2 separate regions of the Mus musculus genome follow, and region 2 is linked to region 1. Evidence: chromatin contacts called from public HiChIP or PLAC-seq data. All regions are on one chromosome and are shown on one strand. Each heading gives the region's core, a stretch centred on a gene start, on an enhancer-like site or on the middle of the called end of the contact. The rest is flanking DNA. Distances are from core to core; before and after follow the strand shown. Region 1 overlaps Gm17750 (predicted gene, 17750). Region 2 overlaps Tmem161b (transmembrane protein 161B).

What was found. HiChIP or PLAC-seq counts read pairs in DNA pulled down with a chosen protein or histone mark.
Region 2: a contact with region 1 is called in an H3K4me3 HiChIP or PLAC-seq map of embryonic forebrain, with 4 times the contacts expected there. The contact joins two enhancer-like sites. A contact is called at or near these places in 4 of 115 datasets of contacts at active chromatin or transcription factors (astrocytes, embryonic forebrain, forebrain and 1 more).

Annotation. Positions count from the first base shown.
Region 1 is chr13:84,057,325-84,061,426 of GRCm38.p6, forward strand. All of the region lies in intron 1 of Gm17750 (predicted gene, 17750), which reads right to left. Among named protein-coding and RNA genes, the nearest start is that of Gm17750, 5.4 kb to the right of the region's middle. RefSeq lists an enhancer at 907-3,750. Within about 2 kb of position 2,152, at least 74 of the 459 cell types and tissues checked have an H3K27ac peak or open chromatin away from gene starts, as enhancers often do. A contact at or near this core is called in embryonic forebrain and forebrain, where this site is marked.
Region 2 is chr13:84,283,236-84,287,350 of GRCm38.p6, forward strand. Tmem161b (transmembrane protein 161B) reads left to right here. Exons shown (of 12, transcript NM_175187.5): 7 at 69-129; 8 at 750-890; 9 at 3,450-3,563. Among named protein-coding and RNA genes, the nearest start is that of Gm41011, 59 kb to the right of the region's middle. Within about 2 kb of position 2,491, at least 48 of the 459 cell types and tissues checked have an H3K27ac peak or open chromatin away from gene starts, as enhancers often do. A contact at or near this core is called in embryonic forebrain and forebrain, where this site is marked.

The sequences.
Region 1 (4,102 bases), core at 902-3,401:
TTCTCCCCCCAATCTTTCTTCTTCCACAAACATGAAACCCAAACTATACAGTGCTGGAGAGGGCATGAGATGGTCCAGGCCCAGGAAAACATTACAATTCAGCAGAATTGCACTGTTTAATTTCCTTTTTAAAAAAAAAAAAATTTCCCTGTTAGATAACTCTGATGTAATTAATTTCACTGAATCTTAACAATTTAAAATTACAGAAAAAATTTAAATGCAAATATAAACAGCCTTAAAATACTGAGCATCATAGATGAAAGCAAACAGGCCTTCTATTCCTTTGTACTCATTAACCTCTGTTACAAAATTTAACAGAAATCAGAGCTGTGGAAGTATAGAAAAGGACATGGATCATAAATCCTAATGAGGAAAAGGCTAATGAAAACAGGGTTAAGCAAAAGCACAGAAAATATCAATTGTGTGGGGTTTTTTTCTGTCTTGAGTTTAAAGCCACTGTATTTTCTTTCTCTCTAGACAGCTCATGAAAGTTACATTTCTGTGAACTTGTGAAATGAATGATTTTATGTCTTTGGATTTTTAAAAGAGAAATCAGCAATCTACTTGCTCATAATAATTATTAATTTATATTTTAAAATATTCTAGTTTAAGAAATCAAGAAAAATGAAAATCATTACTTAAAGAATAAAATAAAATATACATCATTAAAATGAATAATGCATAGATTATTGATAGAAATGTTTATAATCTAAAAACTTCCAAAACACTGGAATTAAAACTGTCAGAACCCACCGCCCCCAATGAAAATGCAGATTTGAAAGTTGATAATAATCTAACTGCATGCAATTATTTTGTTATCTATGGACACTGTTGAGATGTTTACATTAATTAAGAAGCCCATTTTTATAGCCATTTTTTAATACCCAGAAAAATGAGATTGGGAAAGAAGCTGGGCTACTGAGTGGGTATGTATTCCTGAGAGTGTGTCTGGATTTGTTTTTCTGTTTGGGGGGCTTGAATAACCCGTCCCTGGTGCAATAAAGAGAGATTTGTCTCCCTGCTTTCTAGCACTTTGGTGATGCTAGAGTAGGGTGCCAAGTAAGTTAAGCAAGTCTCCCATCCGCATCAGGAACCACCTTAACCTAGAGAGCTATCAAGGAAAATACTTTGGGATCTAGATGCTGGCTTTGACCAACTGTAGGAGGCTAAGAGGCAAACAGACCCACCAAAGTCTGACAAAGGCAAGAAGTCCCTGAAGACACAAGGCAAAAAGACAGAGCAACAACCCCATAGAAAACTACACTTACAGCAGCTCAGAAATACACAAATACCGTTTAGAAATGGCCTAAAATTCTCACATGGGAACAAAAGGTTAACTATATGATTAAGAGATATATTGTTCTGTTTTTGATTTAAAAAAAAAAAAAGAAACACAATTTGTGACTTCATATTTTTTTCCTTTCATCTTATAAAATTCTCATTCTGAATTTGAGCATGGGTACGAGAAGTACGGTAATTAACAGAGTCAACAATACAATATTTTAACAGAATATCCACCTGCAGCTGGTTCTTTGCTTATAATTGTTTCATTATTCATTTTATTTCTTGAGCACGCACTGGTGGAAAGCAAAAGAAAGGCATACTGTAGGCCTCCCTGAGATGAAACACTGTAGCAAAAGCTGAGTTTTATACTTGGTTTTCAAACTATTGAATAATATCCTATGAGACCTCTTAGGTCTTAACTGGATTAAAATGAATATATTTGTGCTCCTGCTCTTCAGTTAACTAATGTGCATGTGAATTGACGCTGCGAGGGAGCCACACTGAGAGTAGATGCAGGGGACAGGACGAGTGTCGCTGTGCAAAGGAGTGAGCAGGCTGCCTTTGCCTCCGACAAAATGAAAATGAGCAGGCCTTGGGGTCTGGTGCATTTTGTCGGGGCCAGAAGAGCAGCTGAGCTGAGGGATGAAGGGGGAGGGGAAAGGGTGGTGGTAAAAGGGAGGTGGAGAACAGGGTGTGGGGTGTGTGTGTGTGTGTGTGTGTGTGTGTGTGTGATCACTCTGAGGTTTTAGTTATGACTGTGGTGCTTGCGGTTTTTGTTTAGTTGTCTCGCAGCATAAACAGCCTTGAGCTTCAGGTTCAGGGTGGAGTGCATGCAAAGGGAATGTCAACGTAGTTCTCTTTCTGTCCTTTCCCCGTGGTTGCTACTCAGAAAACTGTGGCTGGGAAGGAGTGGGATGGGGGGGAGGTGAAGTAAAGAGAAGGGGGTCTGTCTGCAGCTGCCCCTCTCACACTTGAATAAAAGAACTTTTTTTTTTCAGGGGTAGGGAAGCTGTGAATACCTTTCCCAATAAGAGATGAGGCATATTGAAAACTATATTAAATTACCCTGATTAACAATTTAGCCACGAACAGGGGAGCTTTGGGAGATCTCTATAGGCAGGACTGGGGGCTATTCATGCCAGCAGCTAAGAGGTCGAAAGGTTTCTGAAGTTCACAGGCTCAGAGCCTTTGTTATGCTAACAGACAATCTCAAATCAGCTGCCTAGTGGAGTGTGAAATATAAATGATTCCTTGAGAACTTCCAGTAAGTTGTCACTCTTGCTCTCCAAATACCAGGACAGGCTGCTAATTTCTAGCAGACCCTTTTGCAACATCGCTAGCCCTAAATGAATGCCTTTGTAGTTCAAATAATCTTTTCAAGGGAGCTGTCCTATCATCATAGCCCAAACGCATCTTGGTTTTGACTATTAAATGAAAATCAGAGTTCAGCCCTGCTTGACTTTTCCAAGCAGCCGATGTTTGGGAAGGGTAGAGGCAGCTCTCATGCACAAGAAGTTAGCACCCACTGCAGGAGGGCCAGGGCATTAATAACAGCTACAGCCATGACTACCCCAACTCCAACCCCCACCCCTACCCCTACCAGGAACAAAGCTCCTGGAGAGATTTACAGGGGGCTCCCCTCAGGCTGGACTACCTTCTTCTTTCAACCATACCAAGTCTTCTCTGATTTATGGACCCTCTGTCCAACAGGACAGCCAGCTGACCTGTTAGCATCTCACTGGTCACTTTGAAGCAGCAACCTTAGGGATGAATATATTCATTCTTTAGGGCAGATGAGGCCAAGAAGAAGAGGACAAGGTGTATGTCCAGGCTGTGCCCTTAGTATCAGAAGCTTGTGCATATTTTTTCCTTTTCCCATAAGTGTAAAAGCATGGCTTAAGGTCTTGGGTAGAATCTGTGAGCATGTCCAGAGAACTGTCTTAGCTCTTCACATCTGAATCTCAAAGCTTTGAAAATAAGGAAAAACACTACCAGTCCAAACCTCATATAAGTTCTGAGAGCAACAATGAGAATGTACTAAGGGAAGTATGGCCAAATCAAGCGATCTAGTAGAAAAGGGTAGGGCCAATTTAAAAAATAAAGAAATCACAGAAGAGAGGGCAGAGCAAAGGCTGAGAGGCACCCGTCTCCATGAGTCTGCACAGAGAAACAGCAGCAGGCAACCTGGCCCTTAACATTTGGGGAGAGGATTTCTGACTTCACGGTCCTCAACTTTTTGTTGAAACACTAAAAGGTCCATAACATCTCTGAATTCTCCAAATAGGGCAAGGCTGATTTCTGGGGCAAATAAAAAGTGTGTGGGGAGGGGGGGGGGGGAATCAGATGATTGTATCTCTGAATACATTCTCACAGTAAGTTCTTAAACATGAGGTAACATGTGAGCAATAAATTGAAGACGCTCTCAGAGTCTTAGAAAGAGATCTATCCATGCAAAGAGCTGAAGGCCGGCATGCTCCTCATCCTCTTCCAACTACAATTTCTAACTACTGTTGCTATAGCAACTTATGTAAACAAACACTTTTTTCTTTCTAAGGTAACTAGGACTTAGGACCATGCATTAAAACATAAATGACTGAACAATATGAATGGCTCGGTATCTCCCAACAGCTTAAATGTTATATAGCTATGCACTCAAATGTTATTTTTTACAAATAATCAGTATACAAAGTCAATCTGAAAAGAACTCTGAGATTTAACTCGGAGGCTTTAGTCAATATAGTGTAAGGTACTTTTCAATTATTATTATTGTTCAAATCCTTATTTCAATTTTTAAAATCTGCAGGTAATATTGTTTGGG
Region 2 (4,115 bases), core at 1,241-3,740, 230 kb after region 1:
TATAAGATGCTGTGTTTTCTAAGAGTATATTTCACCCTATGATGACAGTAGTCTCTTTTTTCCTACAGGGTTTACAAATTTTTCAGACAGTGCAATGCAGTTTCTTGAAAAGCAGGGTTTAGAATCTCAGTAAGTTTTTGACAATTTGAGCATTATTTAAATTTAACGTTTTTCCTTCTTAAAGCAATTTTTACTATAAATAATTGATTTTAATCAGTAAAATAATTCCCTTATGATAGGACTCTCACTTCTCTCCCTCACTCATTTCAGTATTGGGATCTAACCCTGGGACCAGTGCATACAGACGAGCAGGTGCTCACCTCCAAACTCACTGTGAGAGGGGCTTACCCCTAAACTCCATTGCCAGCCCCCGGGTTACCACTTTTAGGAACACCTTACTCATACTGTGTACAGTCATTTGAAGGTAGACTTTCCCATCAAATTCTTAGCTATATTTGCTCTTACAATCCCACTGTGTCCAAAGATGAAATTAACTTATATCTGAGCCATATGTCATTGATGTGTAGCTTGGATTGTTGGCTATTATTTAAGAAATATCTGGTTTAGTTTATAGTTAGTTCACTATGACCTGTTAAGAATAAGATCAGTATGTATGTGTGTAGTACATAATTTGATGTACTGACGTTGTCATGACTTGTAAATTACCTGGATAGAAAAAATGGTTCTTAGTAAGTTATCAAAAAATTTATCAGTTGTTTTTTTTTTTTTTTTTTAAACTTTATTTCTAGGGGCCCTGTTTCAAAACTTACTTTCAAATTTTTCCTGGCTGTTTTCTGTTCACTCATTGGGGCTTTTTTGACATTTCCTGGATTACGGCTGGCTCAAATGCATCTGGATGCCCTGAATATGGCAACAGAAAAAATTACACAGTAAGCGGAAAATGTACATAAGCACATGCAGATAAATATATGTTTTCCATCTTAATTAAGGTATATTATTGTGATAAAATAAATTATTTTATTAAAAATTAATATTAATAAATATTTGATGTCACACCTGTTTTTAGTCAGCTATAAGTAGTTTCTCTTTGAAATTTCAGGCTAGTGTTAAAAATACATTTGTTGTTAAACTAATTTTTACCTGTTTAAATGAAAATGTTAAAGTTTATATTCTTTTTAATTCAGAGATTTATAGTATTTTGATCTCTACATTCAAATTGAAAATCTCATAGAAAAATTTTTTTAAAAAACTTTTTTTTAATACTTAAAGTTTATGTGTTGATTCAGATATTTTAATATCTTTATTTATGACAAATAATTTTAAGCCTGAGTTACATTTGTAAGAATGATTTTAAGTTGTTGATCTGCATGTTAAACTTCAAGTAATTCATTATTTTATTTCCAGATTGTAAATAATATGCAACACCCTGTATCCAGTTAGTTTAACCACCAAATCCTATTTTGATTCTAAGGAGAAAACATTAAACCTCTGCTCATGGCTCTGAAGCCATTGCTGTTTTCTGTCCTTATTTAGGGGTCTTTGTTTATTTGGTTGATTGGAGTTTTGTTTGTTTATGAATAGAGACATCTTTTTTTTCCAATTTTTTATTATATATTTTCTTCATTTACATTTCAAATGCTATCCCCAAAGTCCCCTCTACCCTCCCCCCGCCCTGCTCCCCTACCCACCCACTCCCACCTTGACAGAAGGGTGAGCTTGTATTTGCTTTCGTTTATACCCAGGATCTTCTTACCTGCACTGCAGGTCGTCCTTGAACCCTCCATCTTATATACATATGTATAGTCAGTAAGCTCCTCTAGGAGGACACTGTATTTAAGATACTTTAAGATCCTAATTCCTCTCTTTACATTCTTAGCTTTTACCTATGTTCTTTAATTTTCACTTTTCCCCTTGACTCCATTTTCTCCGTGTTTAGATGTTTACTTGTTCCTAGCTGCCCCGCCCCTGTTACACACTACTTCATCTTCCCCCACGTTTTTTTTTTTTTTTTTTTTTTTTTTTTTTTTTTTTTACTCAGCATGCTCTTCACTATGCCCTGCCTTTCCCACCACCCAGCTCTCTAAAGGCTTCTTTTAAGACAAAACCTGATCCCCCCCCCCCCTCTACACACACACTGCAGTCCACTAACCCCAGTGTTAGGATTTAAATAAGCTGAAAAGGGTGGGTGGAGGGGAGCCCTTCACAAGCTACTGAAACCGCTGTGGGCTGCTCCTTGATACTGGAGTGTTCCCTAGCAACACTGCATACCTAATACTGCTCTTTCTTCCCTGCCCTCCATGGTTTACCAAGACTGTGGGATGAAAGAATCACATTATAAAACATAAAGCATTTAGTGATGGTTGGAGAGAGGGTGATGCATCTATCTTCAGTAAAATGTGGCTTTATTTTAAGGGTTTTCCTTGTGGGAATTTGGGATTTTGTGTTATTTCCAGTTTTTTACAGCCTCCTGTTGTGGTACAGCACTCACGCTGTCATGCTGTAACAGTATGGGCAAGCTAGTTCTGTTGTGGGTAGCCTGAGTGGCAAAGGAGCAGCGCAGACTGCACCCCTATGGCAAGGCAGTGCAGCTTGTACTGTGGTTGGGTTGTTCCTGACTCAGCCCTGTGTCCTCCAGACCTGTCCCTACCGTTTGTCTGTGTAGTAATATTTAAAAGTCTGTGTGTTTTAAAACCTATAGTTAAGCCTTCTCTATGGTTGATAATGAAAGCAGTGTGTTGTATTAAAATAGTGTAACAAGTCTGTCTTTTGTTCCAAAGAGAAAACTTTTGTCAAGCCATGTGTATCTGTAGGATACAGATTTAGTTAACAGAGAGGTTGCAGCTTAATCCTGATATCCCTCTTCTGCATTAGGAATGTAGCCCCAGTGTGGTGGCTCATGTCCGTAGTTCCAGCTTTTGTGAGGCTGAGAGTAGCATGAAGGCCAGGCTAGGCTGTATAACAAGGTGTGTTCCATAGAACCAAAAATAGGGGGGGGGGGGTACATTATCTTTATTTGTATATGGTAAATTAATTTCATCTGTGTTTATAACAGTCCAAGAAATAACAAATCTTGAGTCATTTGTAATTTTGGCATTATAAATGATCATTGCATATTGCAAGGTTGCTCAGTTGTAAACTGTTGTGTTTCATTTGCCATTTGCCTTCTGATAAGACTTCTAATCACTCTCATTTATTTGTGAATAATAAGCAAATGTTCAGTTTAGCTGTGTTGAAAATTTTCAGATGACGTGTATGTATATTCCCTTGTGATCACTGTAGATAATCATTAAAACACCTATCATTGAGTCCTGGATTTAAGGGATTGTCATTGAACTTTCTAGGTCCGTATGTTCTCACCTGAAACACTAAGATAATGACTCAGCTCTTAAGGATTCTGGTTAACAGTAAATAATTAGAAATGCTATACCCTAGTTACACTTGCACATTTTGTTTCTAGATCTTTATGTGTATTTCTTGTATATTTTCAGAACATTACTTCATATCAACTTCTTGGCACCTTTATTTATGGTTCTGCTCTGGGTGAAACCAATCACCAAAGACTATATCATGAACCCACCGTTGGGTAGAGAGAGTGTCCCTCTGTAAGTATGGGTACTTGAGTCCTATGTTTTAATTCACTATACATCAAAGTTGCTTTTTTTAATTGTAGGTAGGTTTGTTCATTTTTTTTTAGACAGAGTATCAGTATATTGCCCGGACTGTCCTGGAACTCACTGTGTGGATCAGTCTGGTCTTGAACTCACAGAGATCTGCCTGATTCTTCCTCCTGAATACCAGAATTGAAGACATGTCACACTTCTAAAGTTTTTTGTCTGCCTGCTTTTATGATAAGGGGAGGTACTTTATTCTTTAATACTAGTGTAAGTGGTGAAGATAAGGCTTGAGCCTGAAGCTGCAGGCCATCTTCTAACCTATTTTTGAACTTTTTTGAAAAGAATACTAACAAATATTATTCTATACTAATATTAGCCTATATACACCCTGAGATTTATCTCCTGATGTCCAATTATCATCTGCCATTTTGCCTATTTGGATCCTTCTACGGTGCTTTTATTATTGTTCTACTGTGAAACTTATGGAGGGAAAGTAATGCCAATGAAAACTAAAGTAGTATTTATTTCCTTATCCATGGA